Regions from separate parts of the Bombyx mori genome. Here region 2 is linked to region 1. A link is a contact called in public Hi-C data. All regions are on one chromosome and are shown on one strand. The core of a region is the stretch at or near the end of the contact, and the rest is flanking DNA. Distances in the headings are between cores, read along the strand shown. Region 1 holds the start of LOC101736643 (myosin heavy chain, non-muscle). Region 2 overlaps LOC101736643 (myosin heavy chain, non-muscle).

Region 1 (4,712 bases), core at 616-3,115:
TAAATCCATTAATTGGGAACATTAATCAATCGTCATGAAATTAAATTAAATGAGATGAGGTGATATGAGATGAAATATAATCTCAGTAAAACCGAGGAGGTTATTCACTGAGACTTTTTCAGTGGACTTTTTGGAGGACCTCGAGAAGCTACGTCCAGCGGCTTTGTTGCATTTCCCCACATTGGTGCACTTTCACAGATCTTCTTCATCTTATCGTACTAGGTGGGGTCGGTATAGCTAATTTTTCTCTTCCATTCTCTACTATCAGTCGTCATCTCAACACTCACTCCTCTCTCTCTCATATCGTCATTCACACACTCCATTCATGTTTTCTTCGGTCGATCTCTTCCTCCTCTACCTTGCACTACAGATATTAAACAGAGAATAAACCACCGTTATTACACATTTAAACCTGAAGTAACACTAAATAGACAAAATAAACCAATTCACACAACTGCGCTCCTCGCGTTCCCGCCAAAAAGTACTTTCCTTTTCCTTATAAAAAAGTCCTTTTCCATATTTTTTTTATTACCTAAGTGGTCAGACGAAAGATAATGCAAGCAAAGTACCTCTTAATAATGTTCTTTACGTCCATCCAGTACGAATCACTTTTTACAATAACAGTGACATCGACTTATCTTGGAATGAAAAAAACCTAAATAACGGATACAAAATAAATATATATTATATGTTTTTTTACAAACAATTTCATTGTGTTAGTTACAGACGAAAAATTTGATCATGACGCATGGACTGTAGTATTTCATTGAAAAGAATAGCATTAAATAGCAATGGTTTCTTTTATACGAATAAACATTGGTTGACACGACTGTACTCATATCGCAATTTAAAAAAACGAACAAACTACTGGAGGATTCAGAAACGTGCCATTCGACCTTGTATACTCGTAGTAACGAGTCTTTTCGAAATTTGTAATAAAATCTTGAATGTCTTCGAGAAATTTGCATCTGTCGGTGCTACCCTTTTCAAGTTCTATCCAAGAGAGATTACCTACTTAATGGGGCGAAAAACCGATTGTGAACCAGTGTCATTAATTCGACTTCTCTTACCTACTTACGAATTCTCTGGGCCGGATCTCCCAAATACCAGCTTCATACAGAAGAGGGCCTTTCGGATTATTGATAATTCCATTCTCACGGACTGTTTAGAACCTCTGGTTCTGCGGAGGGACTTCTGTTCCCTCGGTATTTTGTACCGTATGTTCCATGGGGAGTGCTCTGAGGAATTGTTTGAGATGATACCACACCTCGTTTTTACCATCGCACCGCCCGCCACCGGAAAAGAGTTCATCCATTATACATTGGAACCACTGCATTCATAGTGCGTTTCCAGATATCTTTTTTCCCACGTACCATCCGGCTTTGAAATGAGCTCCCCTACACTGTGTTTCCCAAGCATTAAACGGTAGGCAGCGGCTCGGCTTTGCCTCTGGCATTGCTGACGCCCATGGGCGCCCATGGCATTACCATCAGGTGGGCCGTATGCTCGTCTGCCTACAAGCGCAATAAAAAAAAACGCTCTTCCTCATATCATCCCACAAGCTCAATACGAAGGGTAACGATTAAGTAGGTTAATTACACTTCATAATTACATAAATAATTAAATTAATTAAATATCTACGTCAGTTCTTTCCATAGATATTTAAGCTTCCTTCTACCCATCTATTTCAATTAGTTTGCTGGATCTGGAACTGAAACTAGCTTGGTTTCCAAAAGTAATTTGTGTATCCGAGCTAGGTAAATGAATATTAACAAATTGGAACGCACCTCAAAAATTGATGGAACATGTTTTTTCCACTTTCGAGCCAAGAATTTGACAGCTGTTTTGACGGCAGCTCGTTATTGGTCCTTCGCTTCGAAATATTGACTCATTGCGAAAACCGGCCAATAACAGAATCTGAATGACAACATTCATCATGAAATTTCGGAAAAGGGAAACAAACTATAACGACAAAGAGGTGTCGGCAACACGTCGTGTACTTACTTTTAAATTGCTTTCATCCTAAAAGAAGAAATACTTCTTATTGCGCTTGACTCGAACACGTACTTTTATTCAATTTAGTAAATAAAGTAATCGGTAATTACTATAAAAATCGAATACGCTTAATATACGGAATAAAATTCGACGAATCTCAACGTGAATTCGGGCGTCGACCGGTCATCCCTCCTACCCGTAACCGTCGTCGATTCCTTCGGCTACAATCGTCATTTTGTAGTTATCAGAGCCGTGCGCGGCCACGGGTATAGAACGTAGAAGAACGCGCTTTTTGGTAACTTAAACACTGTGTTGTGAGGTGTGGTGTCGGTCGGGTTGACCGTGTATATGTTGTATATAGTGTCGGATTGCTGCAGTACGGGCCGCGAGTGATCGGGCGGCACGATGGTGGACATGGATAGAAACGACCCGGAGCTCCGGTATCTGTCGGTGGATAGAAACAGCTTCAATGATCCAGCTACGCAGGCGGAATGGACGCAGAAGAGGTTAGTTTGGGTGCCTCACGAGAACCAAGGATTCGTAGCGGCCGGAATCAAAGGAGAGCGAGGAGATGAAGTTGAAGTGGAGATAGCCGAGTCAGGAAAGCGGATGTTGGTGCCCATAGATGATATCCAGAAAATGAATCCACCAAAGTTCGATAAAGTGGAGGATATGGCTGAACTGACCTGCTTAAACGAGGCTTCTGTTCTGCACAACATAAAAGACAGATACTATTCTGGACTCATTTATGTAAGTACTAAAAAATTAAATTTATTTCCACGATAATATTTATATAACTTTGACATGATGATGAAAAATGTTCTAATAGGATTTCCCATTTTCTTAAAATGAAGCCAAATACCGAAACCAAAATATTTGACATTTAGTTCACTTGAAGCCTATAACATTACAGCTGTTGAACAAAATTTAAATTATTACATATCAAAAACCACCTGGTACTTAAATGATAAAGTTAATTTAGTATTTTTATCTAGGTTATGATGAGTCATAATCAAATCTTTAATATTAAATCACTCAAGTGTACACAGTCATTCAATAATTAAACCAATTTTAGTTTTACATACAGTAGATATAATATACTAATTATGCATTCTGTAATAAAGTCACTATGAAAATAAAAACAGGGATGCTATTAAAAAATGCAATAACAAATTACTATTAGTTATTTATTATGCCTTAAATACTTGTTCATTATCATTAGTAATTTCAAGTGTGAAGAACTTGTAAAGCAAAGTGAAGGTAGCTCACATTTGCCTGAAAAGTATCACCTTTGCTACCAGTTCTGTGTTGTGCAACGAAAAACAAAAAACCCTTACCTTTCCACAATAGCTTCAATTAGGATGTTTGAAAATTTTAATCTCAAGGAAATCTTAAATGTTTATTACTCATTTTAAGATAAAATACTGGTTGAGGTAAAACTAAGTCACCCTTATATTACTATTAGAGAATGTCAATACTCTAATAGTACCAATTATGTTGCATTGAAAGAAAAACAAAACTATTGTCTAAATATTTTCATTTTGTTAAACAATTAAGGAATTGCACCTTAACATTTTTTAGGTAACCACACAACATTACATGCCACAATCATGATTGTGTGTCGACTCATCCTTAAAGCATATCATCACATACTTTATCTTATCACATAACTCACGTTGTTATATTTTTTCTTACAATCCTTATGTGTATGTTTATTTCTAATTCTTAGTAATAACACTACTTACAGTATTTTCTAAGTATTTTGTGAGTAATACGCCTGATTAAGGTTAAAAATACTTATGTGGTATAAAAATCTATCTATTAACAAAAACTGTAGAGAATATCTAAAATTATGAAAACATTTTGAGAAAATCGAAATTTGAGGTTAGGGCATGTTATGAACATAAATAGGTATCACCAGTTTGTTTGATTGTAACAGAAAACATCTATGAGCTTTGAAATTTGGTACAGCTGCTCTGTTGATAAATATATATATGTAAGATTTTAATGTCTTAGTAGAATGGCGGCACATTGTGGTTGAATACAATATAGACTAAATTCAACAGCCCAAGAAATAATGGCAATAATAATAATCCCAAGGAATACTACTACAGGACTCTACTACTCTTTGTTGACCGGTAGAAAATACTTCAGCCGGCCACTGTATTTTTCTTCACAAAATTATATAAATAATGATTAAGATCTTCATTTTAAAATCAAGTCTTAAACTATAACCTAAATACAGATAGCATAGCTTTGAATTAGTCTCGAATACCATTATGAACTCTAAAGATCTTGGCTATACGGCGAAAGCGTAATGTTGCAGAATCACAAGGCTATAAAGTTAATGGTATAAATTATATCTTTGGAAATATGGGAATATGCCAGGCTATAATATATATACAGCTCTAAAAATAGAATAAAATAAACCAAAAGCCAAGCAGATTAGTTAAGTTTTTGAAGATGACGTACGTGAACAAAATAGTACAACTGACCATCCAATGCTAGCTATGAATGTTTCTTTTTTGGTCAATTTCAATGGCATTAGTATCTTACCCATACAATTTCCGAAAACGAAATACGGAGAGGTTCACATTGGAACAAGATTCCTATCCTAGCCCCGGGACTAGACGACGATTTCTTGGTGCATACAGAGAAGAGCGCTCTCCCTCTTACGCCTCGTCGCCTGTTTGTACATTATGCTGCACTAGCAAAAG
Region 2 (4,712 bases), core at 789-3,288, 68 kb after region 1:
ATTTCAGGGTAAATTCATAAGGATAAACTTCGACGCGTCCGGCTTCATAGCCGGTGCCAACATCGAAACGTATCTATTAGAAAAATCGAGGGCCATAAGACAAGCGAAGGACGAGAGGACATTCCACATTTTCTATCAGCTGCTGACCGGAGCGACCCCGCAGCAGAAGGCCGAGTTCATTCTAGAAGATGCGAAAAGCTACCCGTTTTTATCTAGTGGCGCTCTACCGGTGCCCGGCATCGATGACGCGGCCGAGTACCAGGCCACCATGAAGTCAATGAACATCATGGGCATGAACAACGAGGACTTCAATTCGATATTTAGGATAGTCTCGGCGGTTCTCTTGTTCGGGTCGATGCAGTTCAAGCAGGAAAGGAATTCGGATCAAGCCACGTTGCCCGACAACACCGTGGCGCAGAAAATCGCGCATTTACTTGGTGAGTTATGTCTTTTGTCTTGTTCACTGTCTTGGCATTGACGGCTGCTCAAATGTACTCAAACGTGAAATGATTACGTACCCATAGGTCTTATTAGAATATGAATGCGAGTGCCTTCAGTGCAGAGAGAGTTTCAAAATTACTTAAACGACCTTTAGATGATATGCATTTTTGATCCATTTTAATACGTTTTTATTAGCTTCAGACGTATGTGTGTATGTATGTTTTTAACGAAATCTCTGAACATGATTTTGACCCCCTTCAAAACGTCGGATTAATTCGAAATTCGGTATACTTATTAAGGACCAATGACAATTCAATATTTAAAAAAGAATTGAATTTTTTTTATTAAAGAATTGAAATTCAACCAAAAAATTAAAAATAAATAATATTTAATAAAAATTAACAAAATATGCTTTTATAGAAAATCCATCTAAAAAATAGAAAATAAATTTTAATAAATTTGAATTAAAAATAGAGTAAGAAAAAATGATTTTATTGTAAAAAAAGCGTAGGGTTGTCGCCTAAACGTCGGGGACGGTATGCGGAGTATGTCTGATATGAACGAACTAAAACCCCTTGTGGCTCAACAACCTGCGTCCGATCTTCGGATAAGACAGCTCATTAGCGATAGACTGAAGTCAGGGTGACGGTGGAACAGCCGTTATAATACAAGTGAGACTTCAATCTCATGCCTTAAGATGGGTAGTGGTATACAGGCTGTAATGTAAATGGACCGCGGTAGTAGCCACTTGGCACCAGAGCTCCATCGCTCAACTAGACAAACACAAAGTATTAATGTTGTTTAAAACTTAACGCACATTAATTTGGTCAATGACAAATGTACCATTCTCTTACAGGTCTTTCCGTAACGGAAATGACGAAGGCTTTCTTGAAACCGAGAATTAAAGTGGGTCGCGATTTCGTCACAAAAGCACAAACCAAGGAACAAGTTGAGTTTTCTGTTGAAGCTATCGGTAAGGCTTGTTACGAACGTTTGTTCAGATGGCTGGTGAACAGGATCAACAGGTCTCTGGACAGGACGAAGAGACAAGGCGCCTCGTTTATCGGCATCCTCGACATGGCAGGGTTCGAAATCTTCGAATTGAACTCCTTCGAACAGCTCTGCATCAACTACACGAACGAGAAGTTGCAGCAACTCTTCAACCACACTATGTTTATATTGGAACAGGAAGAGTATCAGCGCGAAGGAATCGAATGGAAATTCATTGATTTCGGTCTCGATCTCCAACCGACCATCGATCTCATCGACAAACCCATGGGCATCATGGCCTTGCTCGATGAAGAATGTTGGTTCCCCAAGGCGACAGACAAGACCTTCGTCGAGAAGTTGGTGTCGGCCCACTCCGTGCACCCGAAGTTTATGAAGACTGACTTCCGCGGCGTGGCAGACTTCGCCATCATTCACTACGCCGGTAAAGTGGACTACTCAGCCGCCCAGTGGCTCATGAAGAACATGGACCCGCTCAACGAGAACGTCGTGTCGCTTCTTCAGAACTCGCAGGATCCTTTCGTTTGTCACATCTGGAAGGACGCTGAGATTGTCGGCATGGCGCAGCAGGCGATGACCGACACGCAGTTCGGTGCAAGAACGCGCAAAGGAATGTTCAGGACTGTCTCCCAACTGTATAAGGAGCAGTTGACTAAACTGATGGCCACATTGAGGAACACCAATCCGAACTTTGTGAGGTGCATCATTCCCAACCATGAAAAGAAAGCAGGAAAGATTGAGGCGCCCCTCGTCTTGGACCAGTTGCGGTGCAACGGTGTCCTCGAGGGCATCAGAATTTGCAGACAGGGCTTCCCGAACAGGATTCCGTTCCAAGAGTTCAGGCAGCGCTATGAACTCCTCACTCCGAACATCATTCCTAAAGGTTTCATGGACGGAAAGAAGGCCTGCGAACAGATGATCGAGGCTCTCGAGCTGGACCACAATCTGTACAGAGTTGGTCAGTCGAAAATATTCTTCAGGGCCGGTGTGCTGGCTCACCTGGAAGAGGAGAGGGATTACAAGATCACGGACTTGATAGTCAACTTCCAGGCGTTCTGCCGCGGCTACCTGGCCCGGCGGAACTACCAGAAGAGACTCCAGCAACTCAACGCCATTCGGATCATTCAGAGGAACTGCGCTGCGTATCTCAAGTTGAGGAATTGGCAGTGGTGGAGACTGTATATTAAGGTAAGCGAGAATTTATTTATACCTATTTATTTATACATATTTATGGACACCTAAGGCAAGTCGGATGTCCAAAATTTAAAATTTGGTATCCAATCTGGTATCCGCCCAAAAGCGATATTCATGCTTACTGATCTGGGAAATTATATAAAATTGAAGTGTTTTTATGACTTATATGTTACAAATACAATTGTTAATTTAAAATCCATATAACAAAACAAAGGCAAAACAGTTTAGTACCGCCTTCTCTTCAGTTTGTTTGATTGATTTTATTTGGAAGTATTTCTTTTAAATGTCAAAGAAAAATTTAAAACCTTGTAAAACGAATCGAAATCTTGAGGAGTCAGTGATTATGGTCGAATTTTGATTACCGGGTGAACACTGGTGTATTTTTTTTTTTTTTTTTTTTTTATTGCTTAGATCGGTGAACGAGCTCACAGCCCACCTGGTGTTAAGTGGTTACTGGAGCCCATAGACAACTACAACGTAAATGCGCCACCTACCTGTATTCCCCAGACATATAGTTCGTTTACCTTCTGCCTATGAGATCTACTACACGGTAACTTAACTACATGCTATAGGTGTGCGTGTGTGTGTATATTGCATAATACACCGCTATACAATAATATTATCGAGTAACCACACGAGTTATGTAAATACGGACAGTTTCTGTTTTCGCAAAATATATATTATCCGTGTGAATAATAATCATTGTCCTATAGTACGATGAGTAGTGCTGCCTCGTGGCTCGCATTAGGAATGTAATAATAAAAACAAAATCGCATAACGATAATTATTCACGTTTGGCTAGCCTGAAATGGAGCCCTCAGACATCACGTGTGTTTAAGTTTACCGTTCTTTAAATCACGAGTTTTCGAAACTTCAATAATGTATAGCAACAAGTGCATCGCGGCAGAATCTGCCGCACACCAGTGCCGACTCGCGCTCAACACCATTATTTGCACTACGCTGTTCTTTAAGATACAAATTCATTACTTCATCATTCTGATAAATATAATAACAATTATTATTGCAGGTGAAACCCCTTCTAGAAGTAACGAAACAAGAAGAGAAACTCACCCAGAAAGAGGATGAGCTACGTCAGATACGCGAGAGACTCGAAACCCAGGCGAAACGGTCCCAGGAGTTGGAGCAGAAGTACCAGCAGGCTACCGCTGAGAAGACCCAGCTCGCCGAACAATTGCAGGTCAGTGTTCTGATCAGATATTTTTCTGCATCCACTTCGACCAAGGAAGGTCTTTTGCTAATAAATTAAAAAGGGGAAAAAAACGCTATATCAAAAAAATTGTAGAATCATTTGATTTTGTAAATATAAATCGATATTATGTGCAGGGATTGTTAAGAAATGACGGTAAAATTATATCCAAATGTCATCGATATATATATCGATGCCAAATGTACATTAACAGCTAAAAATAAATAATATGATATGTTCATTTATGTTCTTTACGATTCCATGTTTCAATTATTACATTAATGTAATGGTAATTATTAGAAAAAAAAAATATATATAAACTTATTTAAATGCTACGAAAGTTAATATTCAAGAGTATGTAATGAATTGTTTCAGGCGGAATTGGAACTGTGCGCCGAAGCGGAAGAGAGTCGAGCTCGCGCCGCGGCCAGGAAGCAGGAGCTGGAGGAGCTGCTGCACGACCTCGAGGGACGGATAGAGGAGGAGGAGGAGAGATGCAATGCTCTGCAGCAGGAGAAGAAACGTCTCCAGCTGAATATACAGGTACGGCGCGACGGCCCGGGGTGCACTTACGAATATCGATTTGTATGTGTCAGTATAAAGCAGTCTCCCAAAGTGGGCGATAACGCTCCCTCGTGGGCGCTGCTAAAGGGGGGCGGTAAGAGACTCAGATAAAAAGGGGGCGTTGTGTAGAGGCCTAGGAGGCGATTTGGAATTTCATCTGAGCTCTCGCTGTAGTGGTTCTTAAGTAGGTGAAAAAATGGGGGCGCCAAAAAATAATTTATTCTCAAAGTGGGCAGTAAACGAAATAAGTTTGGGAGCCCCTGGTATAAAGGATCACGTAAGCCTAGTTCATGGTGAT

What was found. Hi-C and Micro-C count contacts between places; a contact is called where the count stands out from the background.
Region 2: a contact with region 1 is called in a Hi-C map of posterior silk gland, with 2.4 times the contacts expected there. The contact joins the enhancer-like site here to the promoter of LOC101736643 in region 1. A contact is called at or near these places in 6 of 7 Hi-C or Micro-C datasets (middle silk gland, midgut, posterior silk gland and 2 more).

Annotation. Positions count from the first base shown.
Region 1 is chr17:1,190,441-1,195,152 of ASM3026992v2, forward strand. It overlaps LOC101736643 (myosin heavy chain, non-muscle), which reads left to right and starts at 1,866. Exons shown (of 27, transcript XM_062673238.1): 1 at 1,866-2,745. The coding sequence starts at 2,401. It overlaps LOC101736784, which reads right to left and starts at 641. Exons shown (of 7, transcript XM_038016783.2): 1 at 570-641.
Region 2 is chr17:1,258,748-1,263,459 of ASM3026992v2, forward strand. It overlaps LOC101736643 (myosin heavy chain, non-muscle), which reads left to right. Exons shown (of 27, transcript XM_062673238.1): 6 at 8-437; 7 at 1,298-2,637; 8 at 3,671-3,841; 9 at 4,226-4,393. Among protein-coding and RNA genes, the nearest start is that of LOC101736504, 22 kb to the right of the region's middle. Within about 2 kb of position 2,039, at least 3 of the 8 cell types and tissues checked have open chromatin away from gene starts, as enhancers often do.